3 separate regions of the Mus musculus genome follow, and regions 2 and 3 are each linked to region 1. Evidence: chromatin contacts called from public Hi-C and Micro-C data. All regions are on one chromosome and are shown on one strand. Each heading gives the region's core, a stretch centred on a gene start, on an enhancer-like site or on the middle of the called end of the contact. The rest is flanking DNA. Distances are from core to core; before and after follow the strand shown.

Region 1 (2,700 bases), core at 155-2,654:
TGTGCTGCTCTATAGGGGGTGGTGCTGATGCTGAGGTCCTGTTCTTCAATAGGTTCTCGATTCATCAATAAAGATGCTAGCTGTCAATGACCTGGGCAGAACAGGTGGGACTTCCAAGGTCCCCACAGGCAAGCTAGCAGACCTAGGAGAGAGGGAGTTAAAGGAGATAAAGCCAACCAGCCATGTGAGTCAATGGTCACTGTATCTGATTATGCCAGAGTGGCAGGGGATGTTTAGCAGTACCCAGTCATTGAGTTAGCAAAGGCATTTTGAGATTAACTGGTGTGTGTGTGTGCATAGGGGCTGGTAGCGCAGCCTGCAGCCTGTTCCTGAAGCTTACGGCAGGGTAACAAAAACTACACACTCTACTGCCCAGGTGAGGGATGGAGCCAGTTCTCCCAAGAGCCTCACAAACATTCCTGGGCACACAACTCTGAGACACAGTGAGTGGTGTGTTCTCAGCCAATACATCTTAGGGTTGATTCGCTATATTATATTAGTCAGATTCTACATTTCCCCTCAAGATAGAGGCCATGACCCTTTGCATTTTACAGCTAAGGATAGGTGCAGTAAATTCCCTTGGCCGCACTGTCTGTTGTTCAAGTGATGGGGGCCAGGCTCCAGCTCCAACATGTCTCCTGGGTGAGAGGTTCTGTTTTCCTGCCCCACCAAGGCATCTGATTTCTAAATGGGAAGTGAAAGTTAAAAGGCAGCTGGGTCAGGGAGACCCTCGGTGGCCAGGCAGGGCCAGTACAAGATGGGTCTCCACCTCTGTGTCAGTCTCCCTGGGCATGCCTATTAGCCTCAGTGCCTGACATGGTTGGTCAAACCCAACATCATCTTTGTGTCAAAGTACTTCCATCACCAAGGTCAAGGCCCTTGCTCCTTACATGGTTTAGTTTTGGTGCTGGCCAGTCATCTCCTGGAGTCATCAGAGCCTGGAGAACATAGGTCGCAGTGCCTGTCTGCAAGCTTCACTTCTGTTTATTGAACTGCTTAGTCTTCACCACAGCTCATTCCTAATTTACCAATAAGAAATCTGAGGTTCGGGGAAGAAAAATGGTATCAAGGATTAGTTTTGTTTTGAATTCACAGAGCCATCTGACTCCATACTTAAGGGCAGCAGGCACCAAGCAGGTCTTTCCCTTCCCCTGACACGGAATCTTCCTAGCTTAGAGTCTTTCCGGAACTGGTCCCAGAGTGATCAAGGATGGTGCGAGTGTCAGCTCGATCCCAATTTACCCATTCTAACAGCTAAGCAGACTCCTTCCTAATATTAAAATGATAAAAACAGGGCTATAAAATCAGCTGGTTTTGTCATTTTGGTGTCTCCGAGTGGGACGAGCCGGGGGTGTGAGCTGGTTGTGGGCAGTGACACACACTGCTGGCAGCAAGAGGATGAATCATTAAAACAGAGTGTGGAGACTCATCATGGCGAGAGCTAGCCTGGCCTGGGGTGGGGCAAGTACCCCAGGCAAGAGTCAGGGCCTAGAGCTTTTCTTCCCAGCTCTGCTTTGGCTGGGGGCAGCTCCAGACCTCAGCTTTCTTTGATCTAGACTTGGGTGACCTTCAAGGTTACTTTTGGCTCTCAGTTCCCTGTTCCTCTGTTTGGGGATAGAAAAACATTTTCTGTGCCTGCCGTGAGCCCAATGTTTGTAATCCTTCCAGCAGTGGTTAAGAGATCATGAGCATTGGCCTATTGGAGTTCAGACCCAATTCCTGCTTGGTCAGTTTTCAGTGGCATGGCTTGGGCAAGCATGCCCCCTCTCCAGGCATGCTTCTCGCTACGTAACGGGGGCATCAACTGCCAATGTGCCCATGCAGTAGTGCCATGATACTCAGAGATGGAACATTTGTCATTAGAAATGAATGAAGTCATGAGGGTGGGGCCCCATGATAAGATTAATGTCCTTATAAGGGAAAAACTGAAATTGAAAGTCTCCCAACCCTGGGTGAGGACCCAGGGAGGCAAGGCATCTATCTACAAGCCAGGAAAACTGACCACATCTGAATCTGTCAGTTCACTACTTGAGAACTGTTTGTTCTTTAAGCCACACCATCTATGATATTTTGTTGTTTTGTTTTTTGTTTTTTTTTTTTTTTGTTTTTTCGAGACAGGGTTTTTCTGTGTAGCCCTGGCTGTCCTGGAACTCACTTTATAGACCAGGCTGGCCTCGAACTCAGAAATCCGCCTGCCTCTGCCTCCCAAGTGCTGGGATTAAAGGCATGCGCCACCACTGCCCAGCTCTATGATATTTTGTTTTAGCAACTGAGATGACTAAGGGTCATGGTAAAGAGGACTATGGGTGTGACTCTGCACCTGGGGTGGAGCAGGGAGCCTTAACACACTGCATCTTCTCTGGTCCTGACGTTAGCCTGACTTCTCCTGACAGCCAGATCACCTCTGGAGAAATGGCCAGTCATCCCAGGGCACCTTGGTAACTTCATTTAGTGCCGTGTATTTCTACTTGACTCGGGGCTATCCTTGAAAATGCACTTCAAAGGCAAGTTAGCATGTCTGACCCCTGACCCCAATGCCAGCACTGCCTTCCCACTCATACAGCCACTGGGTGCTCACATGTTTCTGAGTCCCTCACCAGGGTGGGTTCTACCTCTCCCTAAGAACTGTAAGAAACAGTCTGTCTGCTCATCCCTTCCTGAGCCATGGGCCTGCCCTCTTAAGACTGTTGTATGAACTAT
Region 2 (2,700 bases), core at 109-2,608, 180 kb after region 1:
GCACCCTTCCATGGCCTCTGCATCAGCTCCAGCCTCCAGGTTCCTACCCTGTTTGACTTCCTGCCTTGACTTCTTTCCATGGTGAAAGTGATTTGTAAGCATATGCCAAATAAACCCTATCGTCCTAGTCTTAGTTTGGGTTTCATCACTGTGAAGAAACACTAGGACCTCAGCAACTCTTGCAAAGGACATTTAATTGGGGCTGGCTTACAGTTCAGAAGTTTAGTCCATTATCATCATGGCAGGAAGCATGGCAGCATGCAGGCATACATGGTGCTGGAGAAGGAGCTGAGAGTTCTACATCTTGATCCACAGGCAGCAGAAGGACACTGCGTACCACACTGGATGTAGCTTAAGTACAAGAGACCTCAAAGCCTGCCCCTCCAGTGACACCTTCCTCCAACAAGGTCACACCTACTCCAACAAGCCACACCTCCTAATAGTGCCACTCCCTATGGCCAAGCATTCAAACAGCTGAGTCTATGGGGCCCATTTCTTTCAAACCACACTCCCCAAGTTGCTTTTGGTCTTGGTGTCTCATCACAGCAATAGACACCTTAAGTAGGACACCAGCACACCTTCCTGTGTTTAACCTTGAGTGTGTTGTATAAGATGACTGAACATGCCCTGCTAGTTAAAAAGGCCCCAACTCCTTACAGTTCTCGATGGGTTTTTCTGATGAGGGACTGACTGGCTCTGTCGTTGTTAGAGGCACACAGAGCTGGTTGTGCTTGGCAGATGAGGTCAGTTTTGCCTTCCTCGCTTGGCAATCACTGCGATGTCTGTCACATTGCCTCCAAGTGCTCTAAGGGACAGGCACCCCCTGCCCCTTCCTCTTACCCACAGTCTGTCTTGGCAGACGGTATGTGTAGATTGCTTGTGTTAAGGGAGGGTGTCTCACCTGTACTAGACTCAATTGATCAGGGAACCACTAGACTGTCACCATCTGAAGGAACAGACAAGTGGTGCCAGTCCATGTCCCACAAATAACTTCTCCTGTTACTAGTAGGGATGAGAGAATGAGGGAAATGTGATCTCTAGGGGAATCTTTTCCCTTTCAGCCCAAGTGGCCATGGTGGGATTTTCTGTAACTTTAGCCCAACACTTGGCTATCTGCCACTACCAAGACACCACACGAGGTAGATTGGCAAAGATATTTACATACAAGGGGCTGTTGAGTCTTTCAAAGGAAATTTGTTCCACGTCCCTTGAATTCAGGCAGGCCCTTCGACTGGATGGGTCTCAGTGAGACAGAAAGATGCAGTTTCTGTTTTTGATCTTGGCAGAGGCAATGAGCAGTGCCAAGCACTGAGCTAATGAGCTCTGAGATCTGGCCAGTCTGGCCATCTCACTTGGAGCCATCCTGACCCTCACTGTCTGGCTGAACACTGCCCAAAGCCCTGGCTCACAGAGCTGAGAGCAGCAATGGCTTCTGGTTTAAGCCATGGCATCTTCAGGCGGTTTTCTAGGCAGAATGTGATGTTGATTCTTTCTTCCCTCTCCAAGTTTAGAACAACATCTCCTAAGATTGCTCAAGGTTCTTTATACAAGGGACTCTCTCAACATCTCACCCCCAAACAAGAATCTGAAGTCAGGACAAATGCCTGAAACCTGGAGACTTCATCCAGGCAGCCACCATTCATGAGGGTAAGAGAGAGAGAAGGCTACCTACCTCAAAGCTCTGTCTTGGGAATGGCTTTGGGTTCTGTCCCTTCCTGGCCGCTTTGATCTTGGGTAAATGTGTTAGCTTCAGTTCCCTTTCTATGAAATGGGCTAGTCGCACGCTCGCAGCACCTAACTTCAGAGACAGTTAAGGTGAAGGAAGTAAGAGAGTTAAAGTAATGTCAGGGCGCTGCTCCGCAGGGTGCCTGCGTGGAAGGGATTTGACAGACCGCAGCTATTTACTTCATAAGTTCACGTGTGAGTGTGGTGTGTTAGGGCAGTTTACGTGTGCTTTAGCACGCGAGTACGAGTGTGTGTGTGCGCGCGCGCGTATGTTAAGGCAGTGGATCTGTCTCAAGGGAGAGTAAAATTAACTAAAGCCTAGTAACCGCTGCTTGTCTCAGGAAGAAAATGAAATCCACACCTACTGGGTCCTCAGTCAGCTCCTCTAGGCTCAGAAAAAAAAAAAAATCGAGATTTCTGTGAGCTAAAGGGGAAAAAAAATTAAAAAGCACAGAAGAGCAGAAGAAAGAAAGATGTCGGGGAGCAGTTTCTCCCTGGGTTCTAAGAGGCTGTTGCTCCTTGGATGTGTGATCTGAGGGAGGTCAGATTAAAAAGGGTTAAAATTCATATATGGCTTTGTTGAAATCAAGCACAATAAAGGAGTGTCTTGGTTAGCACTTTTTTTTTTTTTTTGTGGAACAAGAAAAATCAAACACTAGCCTTCTACCATCTGCTGCAGACTGGGAGCTCGTTAGCGTCTTCCAGGAGGCTGATTGCAGCCGGCAGCACAGCGGCAGTAATGAAGGAGACCCACGCCCAGGGCCAGGCCTGTTCTGCAGCCCCGTCTTGAGGGACTTTTGTTGGCTGGTCTGATGCCCTCTTTTACATTCCAGAATCTCATGGTCTAACCAGACAGAAGCTCTGGCACAGAGAGAGTTACCCTTTTATAAAGGTCTGCTCCAGGCAGTGAGAACAACGGAGACACTGGCCCAGCGAGCCGAGAATAACACTTCAAACCCACATTTGCTGCTGAGC
Region 3 (2,700 bases), core at 3-2,502, 200 kb after region 1:
CCTTTTTGCCCTTTTTCTTCTTTGCAAACTGGCTGCAAGAGTTCCCTACATCATGACATCAAGAGGCAGAAGAGAAAGGTGAGATTAACAGTTTGGGTTTCCTTTTTTAGCCAGCTCTGCGGACCTCAGCTCTATCCACTGCTCTTCAAAATGGATAACTGAAATAAAACGAACAATGTCTCTCTTCAGGCATAGCAAAAACAAAACAAAACAAAACAAAACAAAAAAAAAACCTAAAATTAGTAGATGAAGATAAAGGTGCCTCTCAGAAATGCTTGTCTGGTTTTATTGCTCAGGAAAAAAAAGGGAGAAAGGGAGAACTAGACCACCCAAAGCATGTGTGGGCCCTGCACAACCAGATGCGTGGACTGGCTCACACCCATTTCTCTTCACACTCTGCAATGCTTTCTTTGTAGCAAGTCTAGCCACACACCTCAATTTCCAGGGATTAAGTTAAACCAATCCCTTTGCTTCAAAGTATAAATACCCATGGAGTACAAAGATTAAATATCCAGTCCCTGATCCAGGCGGCTGCAGACAGAGCTCACGATGTGCTGCGGAATCTTTCCCGAGGGCTAGGATTTCTTTCTTTTCTAGGGCGCTATGAAATGTGAAGTGCTAGAGGGCCACCGTTGGACACGGGGATGCTATTTCAGTAATAAAACGCATATTCTTCACAATGCAGATGGCACTCTGAGTTCCACAGATGGGACTGGGGCTCTGGGGAGAGGCAAACAGAAACGGTGGGTGTGGCGAGGCATGACGTCATCCTAGCTAGGGCTTTCTCTAGAACGGTGGCAAGTTTACTGCTGAATCATCCCTGGGGCCAGTTATCGGCATGTCAGTTGGACAAAGGTCCCTGTAATTAAGCCCTGATTCACCACTTACCTCCGCACCATTCTGCTTATGTTGCCTTTGGAGGCCAGACAAGAAACATGAATACATAAAATTAACCTATCTGTGAGAGCTGCGCAGAAGCCAACGCTGTTGTGAAACCAGTGCTATTGCTAGTCTTCTCTCAATAGCACAAATGTAGGTATGTGGACTTGGGTGTTCATTTGCACACACACACACACACACACACACACACACACACACACACACATCCATCAGAGAATGCACATTCTGGACTTTGATCTGAAGTAAATGTTAATTCCTGAAATAATTTGGGATCTATATTTGCTTTGGCTACAAACCGGAGACTCTCTTGCATGCCCAGCAGAGGAAACGGCGTGGGAGAGCCATCTGAGTCCTCAAAGGTCAGCACTTTCATCCTTCTGGAGAGGCACAAACCTGCTGTCAGATGCAGGGCTGCACCCAGTCCCAGGAAGGCAACAGATATAGAGGTGTCTGGCTTCTTTCTCTGGTTAACTCATCACCCACTAACAGTCTGCAAGGGATCAGTGGCCTCAGCTAGTCCCAAGTAGGCCAGAGCGTCCTCTCCATCCAGATACAGGAAGGCCCTTGTCAACATGTTCACTGGCCAACTAAGATAGCCATTGTGGGAGGTATCCAGAAAGGATGAAGAAGTCACAAGAGCCGTGAAAGATGCTTCTCTCTCTCTCTCTCTCTTTTTTTTTTTTTTTTTTTTTTTTGGTTTTTCGAGACAGGGTTTCTCTGTGTAGCCCTGGCTGTCCTGGAACTCACTTTGTAGACCAGGCTGGCCTCGAACTCAGAAATCCACCTGCCTCTGCCTCCCGAGTGCTGGGATTAAAGGCGTGCGCCACCACGCCCGGCTGATGCTTCTCTTTAGTATCATGCTGGACTCAAGTCTCCATCGATGTTGAAGATATTTCCATTGCCTTTATAGGAGTTGGGGTGGGAGGTGAGATGAGCGGGTACGAGTGAGCAGAACAGAGCCATTTACCAATGTCTTGGGACACTTTGACAAGCAAGCCGTCATTACAGAGAACTGTCAAGGCTTAGCATTCCTTTCTACAGAACAACCAGTAATTGGTAAGAGCTAATGTATATGACGTGCTTGCTGTGTGCCCTGCACAGTTGAGAGCTTCCATGCATTTAGACCCCAGACCCAACAGGTCGGTGCTTCTTTACCATTTATAGATGAGGTAGTCAGCCTTGGGGATACTGTGATGGCTCAGTGAGTAAAGATAGTTGCTGTCAAGCTTGACAGTCTGAATTTGATGCCCTGGGACCTACATGGTGGAAAGAGAACTGACTTCCCCAAGCTGTCCTCTGACCTCTACACACACAGAGAGTCACAGACACATACATACAAACGACACACACACAGACACACACACAATAGACACACATACACTAAACAGATGCTTTGTTTTTGTCCTTTAAAGAAAGTAAACCTCAGGCAGAGGAGAGCCTTTCACTGTCTGCAACCACCCTGTTTACCTGCCTGTTTCTAAAGCTGGGTCCTTCCCATTCTGCCGCAGACCCTCTGGGCCCCTTTGTCTGCGTGGAACGGGTCTCTAGTCGCAGGTGGGCAAAGCGTCACAGACTGATGCACACAGGAGAGGTTGTGTAGAATCTGAATGTAATTTGTCAAATCGAGCATCAAACTTTTTATACAGAAGAAAATAGGGAAGTTGGGTGATACACCAGCAAGGTACAAAGAGGTTACTGGATTCTTACACAAAACAGAGGAATACAAACACAGAAGGTCTGACAGGAACCACCTGGGATAGAATTCATTGTTAACAACTGGGATCAAAAAGAGCTCCACCT

Evidence for each region. Hi-C and Micro-C count contacts between places; a contact is called where the count stands out from the background.
Region 2: a contact with region 1 is called in a Hi-C map of muscle stem cells, with 2.5 times the contacts expected there. The contact joins two enhancer-like sites. A contact is called at or near these places in 6 of 484 Hi-C or Micro-C datasets (the 63-12 cell line, Sertoli cells, embryonic stem cells and 3 more), 5 of 115 datasets of contacts at active chromatin or transcription factors (embryonic stem cells, large pre-B cells and stem cell-derived neural progenitor cells) and 1 of 9 other capture datasets (embryonic stem cells).
Region 3: a contact with region 1 is called in a Micro-C map of the HL-1 cell line, with 2.0 times the contacts expected there. The contact joins two enhancer-like sites. A contact is called at or near these places in 1 of 484 Hi-C or Micro-C datasets (the HL-1 cell line), 13 of 115 datasets of contacts at active chromatin or transcription factors (CD8 T cells, bone marrow-derived macrophages, craniofacial prominence and 9 more) and 1 of 9 other capture datasets (embryonic stem cells).

Annotation. Positions count from the first base shown.
Region 1 is chr15:36,760,932-36,763,631 of GRCm38.p6, forward strand. No RefSeq gene overlaps it. Among named protein-coding and RNA genes, the nearest start is that of Ywhaz, 32 kb to the right of the region's middle. Within about 2 kb of position 1,405, at least 63 of the 459 cell types and tissues checked have an H3K27ac peak or open chromatin away from gene starts, as enhancers often do. A contact at or near this core is called in the HL-1 cell line and muscle stem cells, where this site is marked.
Region 2 is chr15:36,941,158-36,943,857 of GRCm38.p6, forward strand. Gm34590 (a long non-coding RNA gene) reads left to right here. Exons shown (of 8, transcript XR_875167.3): 3 at 1,507-1,647. Among named protein-coding and RNA genes, the nearest start is that of Gm34590, 4.5 kb to the left of the region's middle. Within about 2 kb of position 1,359, at least 43 of the 459 cell types and tissues checked have an H3K27ac peak or open chromatin away from gene starts, as enhancers often do. A contact at or near this core is called in muscle stem cells, where this site is marked.
Region 3 is chr15:36,959,724-36,962,423 of GRCm38.p6, forward strand. The region is part of intron 7 of Gm34590 (a long non-coding RNA gene); the gene reads left to right. Among named protein-coding and RNA genes, the nearest start is that of Gm34590, 23 kb to the left of the region's middle. Within about 2 kb of position 1,253, at least 136 of the 459 cell types and tissues checked have an H3K27ac peak or open chromatin away from gene starts, as enhancers often do. A contact at or near this core is called in the HL-1 cell line, where this site is marked.